Regions from separate parts of the Mus musculus genome. Here region 1 is linked to region 2. The links are chromatin contacts, called in public Micro-C maps. All regions are on one chromosome and are shown on one strand. Each heading gives the region's core, a stretch centred on a gene start, on an enhancer-like site or on the middle of the called end of the contact. The rest is flanking DNA. Distances are from core to core; before and after follow the strand shown.

Region 1 (6,910 bases), core at 2,489-4,988, 160 kb before region 2:
CACTATGTCTGTATTTCTGGAACGAAGTGCACAGCAGGAATAGAATGGGAGAAACATTGTAGGGTGGACATTTTTTTTTTAAAGCAAGTAATATAGAAAATGAACACATTGCTCCCTCTAGCATTCCCTGGATGAAAATGGAGTCACATGGCCACACCCAGCCACAAGGGGGAATAGAAAATGTAGCCTCCAGATGGATGGCTGTGTTCCCAGCTGAAACTCAATTCCAATGGAAGATGAGAAAAATAGATTTGGAAGAGAGGAGGAGCCAGAAGTCTATCACGCATAGGTATGCAGACACTACATACAAATTGATTTCTGGTTTCAGCATCTTTATTTTCATTTTCTTGGTAGGCATTCTAAAAAATAATGTCAATTTTATTTGCTATGACTAGAATGAGAGTTAAGATGTCTCTAGAGCCAAACCTTCGTCCTGTAGCTGCAGTGTGAGGGTGGGGCAGAGGATGAGATGAGGGTGTTTCGCCTCAGCTCCTCAGAGGAGGAAGAAAACCACGAGGGAGGAAACTGAGTGTACCAGATTTTATTGTAAAAACAGCAACAATGATAAAAGATTGAAAAAGAGAAAACTACAATCCTCTCACTTTCCAGTCGACAACGCCATACCACAGGACTTACATTTTATTACCACGTTAGGCCGCCTTAGGTGGGTGGAGTTGAATGTTCATAAAGACAGAGGCTTAGACAGCAGGTGGTGGGTGGCACATACCTTTAATCTCAACACTCTGATTCGGAGAGGCATGCAGGTCTCTATGAGTTTGAGGCCAGCGTGGTCGACAGAGTGAGTTCCAAGACAGCCAGTACTACACAGAGAAACCCTGTCTCAAAAAACCTAAAACCACCACCACAAAAAGAAAAGAAAAGAAAAGAAAAGAAAAGAAAAGAAAAGAAAAGAAAAGAAAGCCAGTTATAGTCAAGGGCTGGCCCTTGTGCTTCCAGTTGTGTCACCCAAGACAAAGAGTTCATTTAGATATTGCCACATTTATAACAATGCTGGGATGCTGTAACTCTTGAATTGTATTACAAGTAGCATAAGTGAATCCTATGGAATTCATCAGTTCAGTTTGTTTTTCTAAGGTTACTTTAAAACAAAACAAAACATTGGGAGACTGAACCTAAGGGGTTATTCTCCACCTTGTCGTAGTGCTCTATAGACTGAGCTCTTATAGACAGACTGTTTCTGAGGGGAGAAAGAACAAGTAGGAGAGAACTGGTTCCTTTGTTAAGTTACTGTTGTGATCTAAAGGATAGTGGAGCTGCATTTAGTGGGGTCAGGTGGGCCTGCCCATCTTGGAACAACCAGGACGCAGGTTGTGGGGAATGACTGGGCTGTTTCTCATATCTTCTTGCATTTTTGGTCACATAATATACTAGGCAAGCAGGGACCTAGCTGACTCTTCCTAGCATTTAAGTCCCCATCAAGACAGCGAACTAACTCTCAGGCCTGGAGACCTAATATTCTAGCTGGATTGGGCCATTCACTTGGCCAGAGGGCTGCCTGTAGAAGGGTGGACTCACCTTAAGTTAGAGAGATAGGTGGGGTTAATTATCTTTTCAATGAAATCCTGTCCTTTTTCCTACCTAGAATCCCAATCCCCTGTATAGGCTGCAGCTGTGTAGCTAGTTAAGTCAGACTACTTTTAGAATTTTTTCTGTCTCTTCCTAATCTTGTTTTCCTTAACACTCTGGGTTTTCTTTCTTTCTTTCTTTCTTTCTACCTCTCTCTCTCTCTCTCTCTCTCTCTCTCTCTCTCTCTCTCTCTCTCTCTCCCTCCCTCCCTCCCTCCCTCCCTCCCTCCCTCCCTCCCTCCCTCCCTCCCTCCCTCCCTCCCTCCCTCCCTCCCTTCTTTCTTTCTTTCTTTCTTTCTTTCTTTCTTTCTTTCTTTCTTTCTTTCTGTAAAGTCTCCTTCCATACCATGCAGTTGGTGGTTGGCCGTGTAGCTACCCTCTGTGCCAGCTTCAATGGTGTCTTAGGAGGCACCATGACCACGTCAACTCTTTGAAAAGAAAATAATAATTGGCAGCTTGCTTACAGTGTCAGTTTAGTCCATTATCATCATGGTGAGGAACCTGGAGACATGCAGGTAGACATGGTGCTGGAGAAGCAGCTGAAAACTACTCCTGATCTGTAGGCTGAGAGACTGGGCCCACTATGAGCTTTTGAGGTTTCAAAAGCTCACTTCCTTTGACAAGGCCACACCTTCAAATCCTTCTATCACTCTACTCTCTGGTGACTAACCATTCGAACACATGAGCCTACGGGGGCGATTTTTATTTAATCACCACAAATGGTATGGCTGCTTTCTGTCTTCTTTTATCCATCTCTGAGAAGCAGCTGAGCTTTATAGTCTTCAGAGATGTTCTTTTCATCTCTAATGAAATTGCCCTTCGGTCCCTTCTTAAATTATGCTATTTATGAGACTAAGCGTCCCAAGAGGGGATAGAGATTTCTCCTGTCATTTGGTGACCACACTGAAGGACCTCTACAGTCCCAGTAACACCAGCATAGTCAGTACTTCAGGAAGGAGATGAGGGTCTGCGGTGAGATATTTCGGTGCCGGAGAACAAAGTCCACTATACATTGTAGAATACCAGTCATGTGGCTGACTGCTGTATTGCTAGCTGGGAGAGCAATATCCAAATACAGCATGATGCATCTTCCTATTTCTTAGGATTCTGTTCATGAGACTAATGTAATCATGAGTTTAGCCAGAACTTTTAATAGCTTACTCTATTCAACCTGTTCAATTTCTGCTACAGTGAGAAGGGCATTAGAAAAAAGAGAATCACTGTGTTAAGTGTGGTATGCCTTCCTTGGAAGCTAGCTAACTTTCTGACCTCTGTTTTGGTTTCCATAATCTGAACATAACAACTGATTTTTTTTTTTTTTGCGCTATTTGTAAAGACAGATTAATAAGAGATCTCTCTTTCTCTCTCTCCAACTCAGATGAGCTATTTACCACTTTCTTATTGAAGAAGAAAATACCAGCCTCCCATTGCTGGAGGTTAAATGCAACTTTAAGTCAGGATTAAGCAGGGGCATAGGGCGGTAAAACCAGGGTCTAGTCATTTGCCAAAATTGTCATTCATTAGATTAACTATCTAATGACTAGTCATTAGTCTAGATTCGAGGTCTGAGAAGATAAAACCTGTGTGTTTTTACAGGTGTGGGGTTGCTAAAAAAACAAAACAAAAAACAGCACCTCTCTGGATTCATACAAAGAAGGTCTTCACAAAGAGGTAGTGAGTCCCTACAAAATTGGGTGGCACGACCTATCTGTCATCAGTCTGTACAGCTGTAGACCAAGGATGAAGGGAAGGCCATTTACAGGAGACAAGGAAATTGTGCGATCCGAGGCAGGAGTGCCAGATTCTTAGGACGTTCCCAGGCCTGACTTATCTCCTCGATGCCAGTCCCACCCTGGGAAGCTGGTGGCAAGTGGGGGACCTCGGGTTGTGGCAGAAGGCCGGCTCCCACTGTAGGGAGGCCCCGCGCGCATGCGCATCGGCATGGCCCAGGCAGCTCCATTGGTCTCGGGCGTCCCCTTTTCCCTCTTCACCCCGACCTATCCCCCAAGACACCAGGCTCCCAGAGCGCGGGTCACCCGCGGCTCACCCGCTGGCTCGTCCCAGGCCCGGGCGCGCGCCTGCGCACGGGTCCCCGGGCGCGCGGGGTTACTAGAGGTGGAGCGCCGGGAGGGCGCGCAGCAGGAGGCGGACGCCGTTACGGAGGGAGCGTGGTCACGTGGCCGCTGGTCACCGCCGCCACCTCCCGCCCCATTCTCTTGCTGGTCGGGCCAGGCCCGGCGTGTTCCACGAGAGCCCGGCAGACTGACGGGGAGAGAGAGAGAGAGAGCGAGAGAGCGAGATAAAGAGAGGAGAGAGACAGAGAGACTGACAGAGAGAGAGAGAGAGAGAAAGGAGGGGAGGAGGATTCAGGGAATAGGAGCTGGGGAGCCCTGCTGCGCTACAGGTAAAAAAATAACATAACGATGCTAACGGTGAAAAAGCGCCTCGCCTCCCCCGTCAGCCTCCCCGGGCAGCTGCACAGCCGTCGCTCCCTCCCCGGCCTCCCCTCAGCCTCGCTGGGCCCCGTCCCGCCGCCAGGGAAGGCCCGAGCCGCCGGCCGCGGCTTGCGCGCGGGCTGGGAAGGGAGGCGGGCTGGGGCTCGGTCCGCTGCGGGCCGGCGGGCGAGCGGGCGGAAGGGCGAGCGCGCACACGGGCGAGGCAGCCTCTCTCAGCCCGCTCGTCCCAGTCCCCGTCCCCGTTCGGTCCTCGCTCCCGGACGAGCTCGGGAAGCAGCTACCGGGCATTGCCGAGCTGCTCAGCCAGCTCTACTTCCTCTTTGGCCGGTTCCCTGTTTCTTTCAGCCCTGGGCTGCACGTTTCCTTCCCAGGCCGGAAGTCAGGCGGCTGGAGCCCGGAGCCGAGCAGCCTCGGAGGAGAGAAACCCTCTCCTGCCTTAATTTGCCTTAGTGCTACTTAAGTTAGTCACGCCGGCATCTGTCAGTTCGAGGCCTGGCAGGACCCGAGGAGAACGACTTGGGAGAGTTCCCCCTGCCCCCTCTGTTTTCCTGGAAATGTACTGTTCTTCCAATACATTCTGTGCAGATATGCGACCTAGAGTTTGGTCACTCCTAGTTACTAATAGTTTCAGGACGACTTACTAACCAATTCAGCGCTTGAGAATGGTAACAGCTTTTGAAGGTTACATCTTTTATAACCCTTCAACTTCCACCCCCCCCCCCCCATCACTTTCTGCAGAGTCCCCATTTCTCAATTCTGAACTGGACTGAAACTTTACTATGCAGGTTACATGCTAAACTGCCTGAGGTGGATTGTGCTGAAATGCTAGGGCTTTTGTACGCGTAGTCCATCACAGTGTAGTCCACAAACCACCTCTTATTAGTGTGCTGTGGCACAGGATGCACTATTGGAAAAGAACTCTTGGAATACAGTGGGAAAGAAACTCACTTTTCCGTTATGCGTCTTTGGTTCAGTTCTATTTCCAGGACTTCCTTGGTGTCCGAAATAGAATGGAAAGGGCAGCTGCAGTGGGATAGAGAGCGTTGATCAAACCTGAGTCCCTGGGGGTTGGGTTCTTGTTAAAAATGTGATAGGAATTCAGTGGATGTGGTAACTGATACAACTTGTTATTCTGCATTTCTCACGTGGTGATGGACAAGACCTTGTTCAATACAAAAGGTGTAAATATCTTCTGTGTATAGAAATGAAGTTACGTGTCTGTGAAGGACGGACACACACACACACACACACACACACACACACACCCCTTGGAATGAAGAGGTGGCCTGATAGGAAAGTTCAGTGTCAGGGTGCACTAATAAAGTTTGCTTGGGGGAAGTAGAGTGAACCAACGCTGGATTCCAGGAGAAGGAAAAGAAGTACAAATTGTGTGCTCTGTATGCTGTGTGGTGCCTGCACCACATTTTTGTTTTATTTATTTATTTATTTATTTATTTATTTATTTTTGTTAAAATGGTTTGGCGTACTTCTTAAAAGACTCGCTTCCCAGTTCATTGAGTTTTTATTAAGGCATAGGCTCGGAATCTTGGGTTCGTGTGTAATGCTGGTTGAAAGTTTCTTCGATTGGCAAAATCATTGTGTCTGATATCTTCAAGTGTAGCCTCAGTTGGGCAGTGTGTTCTTGGTATTTGAAGCACATATTTTAAACAGTTGAGAGCCACACAAAGGGTGTCCTACCTGGATTTGTTTTTTTTTTTTCCTTCATGTAATTTTTATAATGTAAATGAAAGAGTTTAAAGTATTCCATGTACTTCTTCTGGTTTTCATACATAAAAATGGTTGTCCTTTTACTTCTACGGTACAAGGAATTGAACGTAGAGCCCTTTACAGGCTAAGTAGTTAAGTTCTAAAGAGCTTTATGAAAGTCTTTATGGAAGTCTAATAGCAGCTACTTCTAGTCCCATAAGTTTTATAATCTTAATTTTAGTTATTACTTTACCTTGCTTCTTTATATCCTAAAATACATTACACATCTTAACTCACTTTATTGTTACAACTTTTAAGCAAACAGAAACTGGATGGATAAATCACATTCCTGATTGACATAGCTAATACTAATTTGGGATTCTGATTGGCTGACTTATGAATCCTTGCAAATCTTAATTATCTTGTATAACTTCCTTTTTATTATTATTATTATTATTAATTATTATTTAGAAGTAAAGGGATGAATTTTTGTAGTGTTGCTGTTTAGGAGCTTTATTTTCATTTTAAGAATTAAAATGTCCCCTTGTTAATACCCTGTGCCTGGTGCTTCTGCTCTTCCTGAGTGAGCTGCGTAAGACACACCTGTAAAGTTGTATTCTGCTCGCACTTGTTCACACGTTTGGCTGTCCCAATCTCTTCACTGCTAAATGTAAACTGTGTCTTCTTTGCTTTGACTTGGAAGGCCTTTCCTGGCCCACCTATGTCTGCCCTCCCTTCACCTTCATGCATATTTTATACGGAAGGCTTTTTCCTATTCTTCTATCCCAATGCCTAGTTTTGATAAAATTTCTTTGTATTTGTCGTTTTACACTTGTTTTCTTATTATTTAGGTTTAGAACTTAATCAAATTCCTGGCCCTCTATTTGGCTAGTAAGGGCAATAAAAACTAGCCACTGAAAAAGTAGGAAGGGCAACCCATAAATAAAGGACTATATTTTAAGTTGAATAGTATATGTTTTACTGCAAATTAATATATCACCTTCCCTGACTTCTCTCTGTGTGTCTTCCTCTGTGTCGGTGTGAATAGTGGGGCTTTACTGTCTGTTTAGGCAGTTCTTTCCATATGGATAGATCAGTAGGATAGTAGTATGGTATGCTGTGTGGTCTGAAACTTGAGAAATTATTATTGCTTGTAGGATT
Region 2 (6,866 bases), core at 735-3,234:
TTCTCGCTCTGCCTCCTTCTCCTGTCCAGTCACAAGCCTCCTGCTGCCTAATGTGATTGGACAGGGAAAATTCTGCAACAAATCTGGGAATTTCTTATCTTAGAGTTAAGTCTTGAATTCTGGAAAAGTTTCTCAGAAGGACAGAGTAGTTTCCCACTCCTGTAATTCTCTTTTAAGAGAATATCTGTTGTTTTTTATTTATAATGTGTGTGCTTGTATGCTACATGTATGTGAATATTTAAGGAGGTCAGAAAAACAGTATCAGATTTTTTGAACTTGTTATTACAGGGAATTGTGAGCCACCTGATCTAGATGCTTGGAGCAAACTCAGGTACTATGGAAGAGCAGCAAGTTTATAAATAGATATGATACATATTATTCAATATAATAACTTAAATTGGGAATCCTTTGACCTAGTTTGGTCAATTCACTAAGTTTCTGTTACTTTAGGTTTCTATCTTTTTTGGGGGGGGGCTTATTAGTAGTTAAAAATGTTTGTAAAGATATAAAATTAAAATAGAACATATATAAAAGATAATTAGGTATTAAATATTTAGTGAAGAAATGTGAGAAGCTCAGAGGATAAAGAGTGGAAAAACTAATTCCATCTCATCTCAGTGAGATTCAGGACTGTCTTCTAGTTTCTCTCTTTTCATCAGTCCCACCTCCAACATCCACTGTTCTGCTCCCTTTCCTCTTCTTCCTATCCCATTAAAAAATATATTGATAATAGATCGGTTTTCTTCCACCCCTTGCTGCTCCATTTTATTATTTATTTAGGTCTGATCTATATTTAAATTTTATTATATGATGTTTATTGTATATACAATGATGTTCTGATAGAAATATAACAAATATATATTTATTAATAAATATAAATTATACTTATTTATTGTTTATTTATAATAGGATCTTACTATGCACTTCTGGCTGGCCTGAGTCTCTCTATATAGACCAGCCTGGTTTCTAACTCCTAGATGTGTACCTTTTTCTGTCTCCTATGTCCCAGGATTAAAGGCATGAGTTCTTAATGAACTCTGTATCTTCTGAGAAATTGCTTAGTACCTTCTTGAAATAAAGTCCTTTGGTTTTATTACTTCTTTGGAGTCAAGGTCAGTTCACCTGTTAGAGCTGCAGCATCTCAGAAGTAATTCCCAGTTATGTAGTATATCCCTTGTTGCCTGCATTGACTTAAAGAAAGCCCTCAAAAACCTTTGAGTGTGACCTTCTGTATTTATTTAATTACTTTTCAACAATCAGACATGATTTCTCATAAAATTCAAGATTTGCCCAGAGTAGTCAGATCATTGCAAGCAAACAGATTTGGAGAACTGATGCTGTCTGACCCTAGAATAGATAGCCCAAGAGTAGCACCCAAATTTTAAAAAGGGCAAAAAGGAAATTTGTTAGAGAAGAGAGTAGTCTTTTCAGCAAGCAGCACTGCAAATAGTTGCCATCCATGTGCATGTGCATAGAAAACTTGGAATGTGCCTGTCTGTCTGTCTTTGCATACCGTTTGAGATGACAACAGTTAATACAAATTGAATTGTAAGTCTAAATGAAGACATCATGATATCTAGGTCAAAATGGGTTTGATGATAGCTTTTAAGACAAACTCTGAAAACAGTATCCATAAAAGAATGAAGGAAAAAACTGGTAAGTTAAAAGCAAAAACTTATTTTTGTATGGTACTGTTAGGTACTAAGGCATCAGGCAGACTGAGAGGAGTCTCTTCCTGCAGCTTCCTCTGTAATATGACCAGATAGTCAACACATCTGAAGACCAACTAATAAAGAGGAAAAAAATAGTAAGTTTAAAAATGTGGGGAGTAGAAATGGAGCAAACACCATTGATGGCCTGGATATATGCCATTTACTATCATTCAAAACTAGAGACTAAGGCACAGTCGGAGTCAGGAGCCTAATTATCAGCTGTGGCAGGCGTCAGTCACCATTGATGCAATCTTGCAGAAGTAATGCAAGGACAGGAAGTGAACAGATGAACTGTTAGTTGTACAAACACTATGATTGTGAGTACACATGGCTCAAGCACTATAGAGCATACTTGTCTTTAGCATTGAAAAGAGAGACAGACAGAGAAGATTGACAGAAAGAGAAAACAATAACAAACAACAGCTTTATTTGATAACATTTGGATATCCCAAAATGGAAATGTTTCTTCATATAAAGTAAGAAGCCTTTTGTAAAATAGATCACTATATTGTGCTCCTTAGTATCCTCTCTTAATTTTACAGATTGAAACTCTAAAATTTTTGTTGAACTTTGCTGAACTCATTCATTAGTCTTTTTTTTAATGTACTTAGTGGTTTCTCATTAAAACTATGTTATCATAATTAGAAATACTTTTTTTTTTTTCAACTTTTGGTGCTTTATTTTCCATTGCCCAGTGAATTTGGCTAGAAATTCTAGTATAAAATTGGGTAGAGGTTTTTTTTTTTGTTTTGTTTTGTTTTTTTGTTTTTGGTTGTGAGCTTAGCCTTTAAACAGCTAAACTATCTATCTCTCCAGCACAGCCATCTCTATTGCCAGGTAGTTCAGCATGCATCTTAGATCCCAGCCCTCCCGAGGCAGAGGCACATGGATCTGTAGTCTACAGAGCAAATTCCAGGACAGCAAAGGCTACACAGAAAAACTCTGTCTTAAGAACAAAGACCAAACCAAACCAAGGAACCAACCAAACAAAAAGAGTCAACAACTACAAACAAACAAATTACAAAACTGAATAGAAACTTGGAAGTCTTGATTTTTAAATTTTTGTTTTTAACTATTGGCTCGAAGTTTGTTGTAGTTTTGTAACACGTAGAAAGTTTCCTTCCATTTCTGGTTTTTTTTGCATAGTTTTTTTAATCAGGGAAGCATATTCGGTGATGTCCAATACTTGCTTTGCATCAGCTTAGATGATCATACAGATTTTCTTTTATTCTGTTAATGCTTTAGTTTGATAGTTACTTCTTTAGACAATCACCTTTGTAACTGAATTAAATACCCCTTGGTTTTGACACACACACACATTAGGTCTGGCAATATTTCTGTTTTTCTGGTTACCAAGTTTGGTATGCTGTTCATGCAGAGAAGTGATTCTAGTTTGGAGCAAAATTCAAGAAGAGTTAGCATTACTTCTTAATATTTAGTAGAATTCATCAATAGTCCTTTCCAATGCTTTTATTTTGGGGAAGATTTCGATTAATTTAATTTTCTTCTTTAAAATCTATTCCTATTATCTCTTCTTGAATCAGTTTTAATAACTTAACATGTTTTTAGGAATTTGTCCATGCCCATTGTGAACTTTATTCATTTTCAATTGTGAATAGTGCTTTTTAGAATTCTTCTCATTTTTGTAAGATTTAGAGTAATATCCCAATTTTTAAAAGTAGTTTCCTCCCTCCCTCCTTCTTCCTATTCCCCTTTCCTTTCCTTTCCTTTCCTTTCCTTTCCTTTCCTTTCCTTTCCTTTCCTTTCCTTTCCTTTCCTTTCCTTCCTCCCTTCCTATGTCTAACCTCACATTTGTATCTTTTTCTTTATGTTACTTACTCAGTACATCAGAGAGTAATCACTTAAGATTTTGGTCTTGTAATTGAACCTTGTTTTTTGTTTACCAATTATGACAGCAGGTTTCATTCTGAGAAGTAATGTTCCATGACATTTTGTAAGAAAATGGTATTGCGTACCACTTACTCTTCATATCTTTAAGCAAAAACAGTAAATGGCTTAGAAATTAATATTTGCAAAGAAAAATAGCCTCATTGATATGGTTCTTTAAATAAACCCAGTGAGTGCTAATAGGAACAATATGTTTACCTAAGAGGGCCACTTTCTTTCTTTCTTTTTTTTTTTTTCATTTTGAGAGGAATTTGGGATAAAATTATTATTTTCTTAAAACAATTATGTGTGTATATAGTAGTTAATACTTATTAAATTTTGTTTAATAAGTATGTATCATATGGCAAATTGAAACATAGGTGATGCTTGTTAGCACATAGGTTAAATTATTTTAATTTAATTATCAGGCATAATTCTCTAATACTTAAATAATATTTAATAATAAACATTTAACTTCATTTTAAAATTAAGATCACAAGTAAACTTAGTACCATATTAAAAACAAATCTTTTCATAAATTTTTTTGATTAGTTTCCCTAACCATTTACTAAATTTGACAATTTTCTGTTTATTTTTAATTATTTAAGAATAATGTATTTGCTATATCTCAAGTGACATATTTATATATTATATATTTACATATATTATAGGTAAGATATATATCAAATAATAGTTTTCCAGAAGACTAACAGTAATTGTTCTTATGAAAAAGCAACTACTTCATTTGTTCAGATACTAGGTTAGAGGGCAAGTGATGAAATATTTACCAACTTGGGAAATGTTTGCCATTTAAACACATGCACACCATGCACACTCACACACAGATGAGGTGTATGTTTATGCACAATCTGGCCTTTTAACAAAGAAAAATAAGGCTATATTTGGGCTGCCACTGGTAGAAACAAAACAGCTGAGTCTTTAATGAACACCATACTGAGGGCATGTAGGACATAAGGCAAATTAAGCAGGTTACAAACTGCACATCTTATATTTAGATACAGAGATCTCCCCAATCCTGACAAGGCAAGCAGATAGACAGAAACAGAAGGAGATCATTTGTATCAATTTGAGAAACAGAGCAAGTAATGAAAGAAAATAGCCATACAATTCTTTCCTGGCGAAGTTGTTTATTTCTCCGTTTTCACAAAAATAAGTACACTTGGTTAAACACAATCTCCTTTTATTTCATTTATAAATCAAGACCATGATAGGTTGTTTTTTGAATAGATATTCTGGACACTCACAGAAATTTTAGTTGAACTAACCTGACAGCTTTGTTTTAAAGTTAAATATGAGTTTTCTTTCATTGAACACCCTTTCAAAGTATAGCAGTTTTAGCTGTGAACGCCTGAATACATTAATGATGACAAAGAAGTTCCAGCGTGAGCCAACATTTGCTTTGTTGTGTTTGTAACAGTACTTGGTAAATTGATACACAGATGTTACAGGTCTCTTTTAATTTGTTCTTTCCCCACTCCACTTTTTTTTTTCTAACAACTACCTCTGTGTTTACTAATTCTTTGTTATTAGTCACTTCAATTTTTAATTATTATCTTATATGCTTTAAAGAAATCTGTATGAGGAACATTTTACCATTTCTTTTAATGAGTGTGATTATATTCTTAAATGTGTTACTCATGTCTAGGATTTGAAGATTTTTATACAAAATCAAACCCTTTTCAGCTTTCATAGGAAGTATATATTTCAAGGTCACTTACTTTGTATCTTAAATGAGAAAAAAAAGATCAATTTCCAAAAAACACAATTAAAATACTTTAGCATGTTTTTTTCAGTCTTAGGAAGATTTGGATTGCTAATTTTAAAACTATTATTGTTGTGAAAATTCTCATTTGTTCATGTGCTTTTTGAATGAACTGTGTGTACATATATGCAGATGGGTGTGCCCATGCACTTGCATTCGGAGGCCAGAGGAGTTCTTAGGGTTCCTCTCTTTGTTACCCTCTACCTTAGTCTCTCAGCCGACCTCTGTCGCTGAACCTGGAGCCCACAGTTGAGGTCAATCTCCTTGTGAGCTTCTGGACTCTGTCTGTCTCCATCTCTGTTGGTGTCTGTGCTCAATGCCTTCCATAGCCTTCCATAGCTCTGGACGTGGAAGCTGAGGGTGTGAACTCAGGGTTTCCTGCCCACATAGAAACTACTCTTACCTCCTGAGCTGTCTTCTCCTTCCTCAGAGTTCTAATTATATATATTTGTTTTAGAAAAGATTTCTGGTACAATTTGAGACATTAATCTATAAAATATTTTCTGTTTTATCTTCTAGGAGGGAAATAAAGGGAAAGGGCTTTTAAAATTCAGATTATATACTACGTTTAAAGAGATCTTTGGAAATTTTAGTATTTTGTTCCCATAGAATGTTCCTTTAAGTATACTCTTAAATTGTTTTACACTTTCAATTTATAGACGTTTGCAAAATGGCTTTAAAATGAGCTTAGTGACTTCAAAGATCTGTGCTAGCCAATTCATGTTTGTCATATACAAAAACTATTATTCCATGTTATCAATACATAATATAGAATTTATCTTTGGTTCCATAGCAAACTTTTCCAGTTAAGAAAAAAATGATATAAGTTTATTATTATTCATGGCAAAATAAGTCAAGTCATCCAGTTCTTCCCTCATGACTAGATCCATGGCTACGTTAGCAACATGTCTGACTCCCAAGCAGGGGAATGGCTGAGGCAGAAGTCCATAGTCTAGTGAGCCATTTACCAGTAAATTCTCTGATAGTAGCAGCATTTCACAAGAACAAAAAAAGCTGAGGTTTTCTGCTGAGGCTTAACTGTTGGCACCTGTCACAGCTGCCTTATTTTGTTGGAAATCCTTATGTCCACTAAACTGTCACTAAACAATTTCACAATAATTTTATTCCCAGTGTTTCCAAATATGGTAGCAGTAAAAATTATTATATTTAATTAAAAGTAATTGAATGAGGGGAGGTCCAGCATGCCTTTACTTTCAGCACTCTGAATTCAGAGGCAGGCAGATCTCTGCTAGTTTGATATCAGCCTGGTCTACAAAGTATAATAAATTTGAGAAATGATGAACAGGTAGTACAGAGTATTTTGACATTCACTGTGAAAACCATGATGATATGAGGCCCCCACCACATATACAGTAGAGGACTGCTGGGTCTGTGGTCACTCAGAGATGATGCACCTAACCCTCAAGAGACTGGAGGCCTCAGGGAGTGTAGAGGTCAGGTGGGGTGGGGTATGGGGACATCCG

What was found. A called contact is a pair of places that touch in the nucleus more often than the background predicts.
Region 1: a contact with region 2 is called in a Micro-C map of the G1E-ER4 cell line. The contact joins the promoter of Tbc1d5 here to the enhancer-like site in region 2. A contact is called at or near these places in 7 of 39 promoter capture datasets (the C10 cell line, the HPC-7 cell line, liver and 2 more), 2 of 484 Hi-C or Micro-C datasets (B cells and the G1E-ER4 cell line), 2 of 115 datasets of contacts at active chromatin or transcription factors (bone marrow-derived macrophages and cardiomyocytes) and 1 of 9 other capture datasets (adipose tissue).

Annotation. Positions count from the first base shown.
Region 1 is chr17:51,176,180-51,183,089 of GRCm38.p6, reverse strand. It overlaps Tbc1d5 (TBC1 domain family, member 5), which reads left to right and starts at 3,738. Exons shown (of 22, transcript NM_028162.4): 1 at 3,738-3,990.
Region 2 is chr17:51,011,664-51,018,529 of GRCm38.p6, reverse strand. The region is part of intron 3 of Tbc1d5 (TBC1 domain family, member 5); the gene reads left to right. Among named protein-coding and RNA genes, the nearest start is that of Gm31083, 140 kb to the right of the region's middle. Within about 2 kb of position 1,984, at least 3 of the 459 cell types and tissues checked have an H3K27ac peak or open chromatin away from gene starts, as enhancers often do. A contact at or near this core is called in the G1E-ER4 cell line and the HPC-7 cell line, where this site is marked.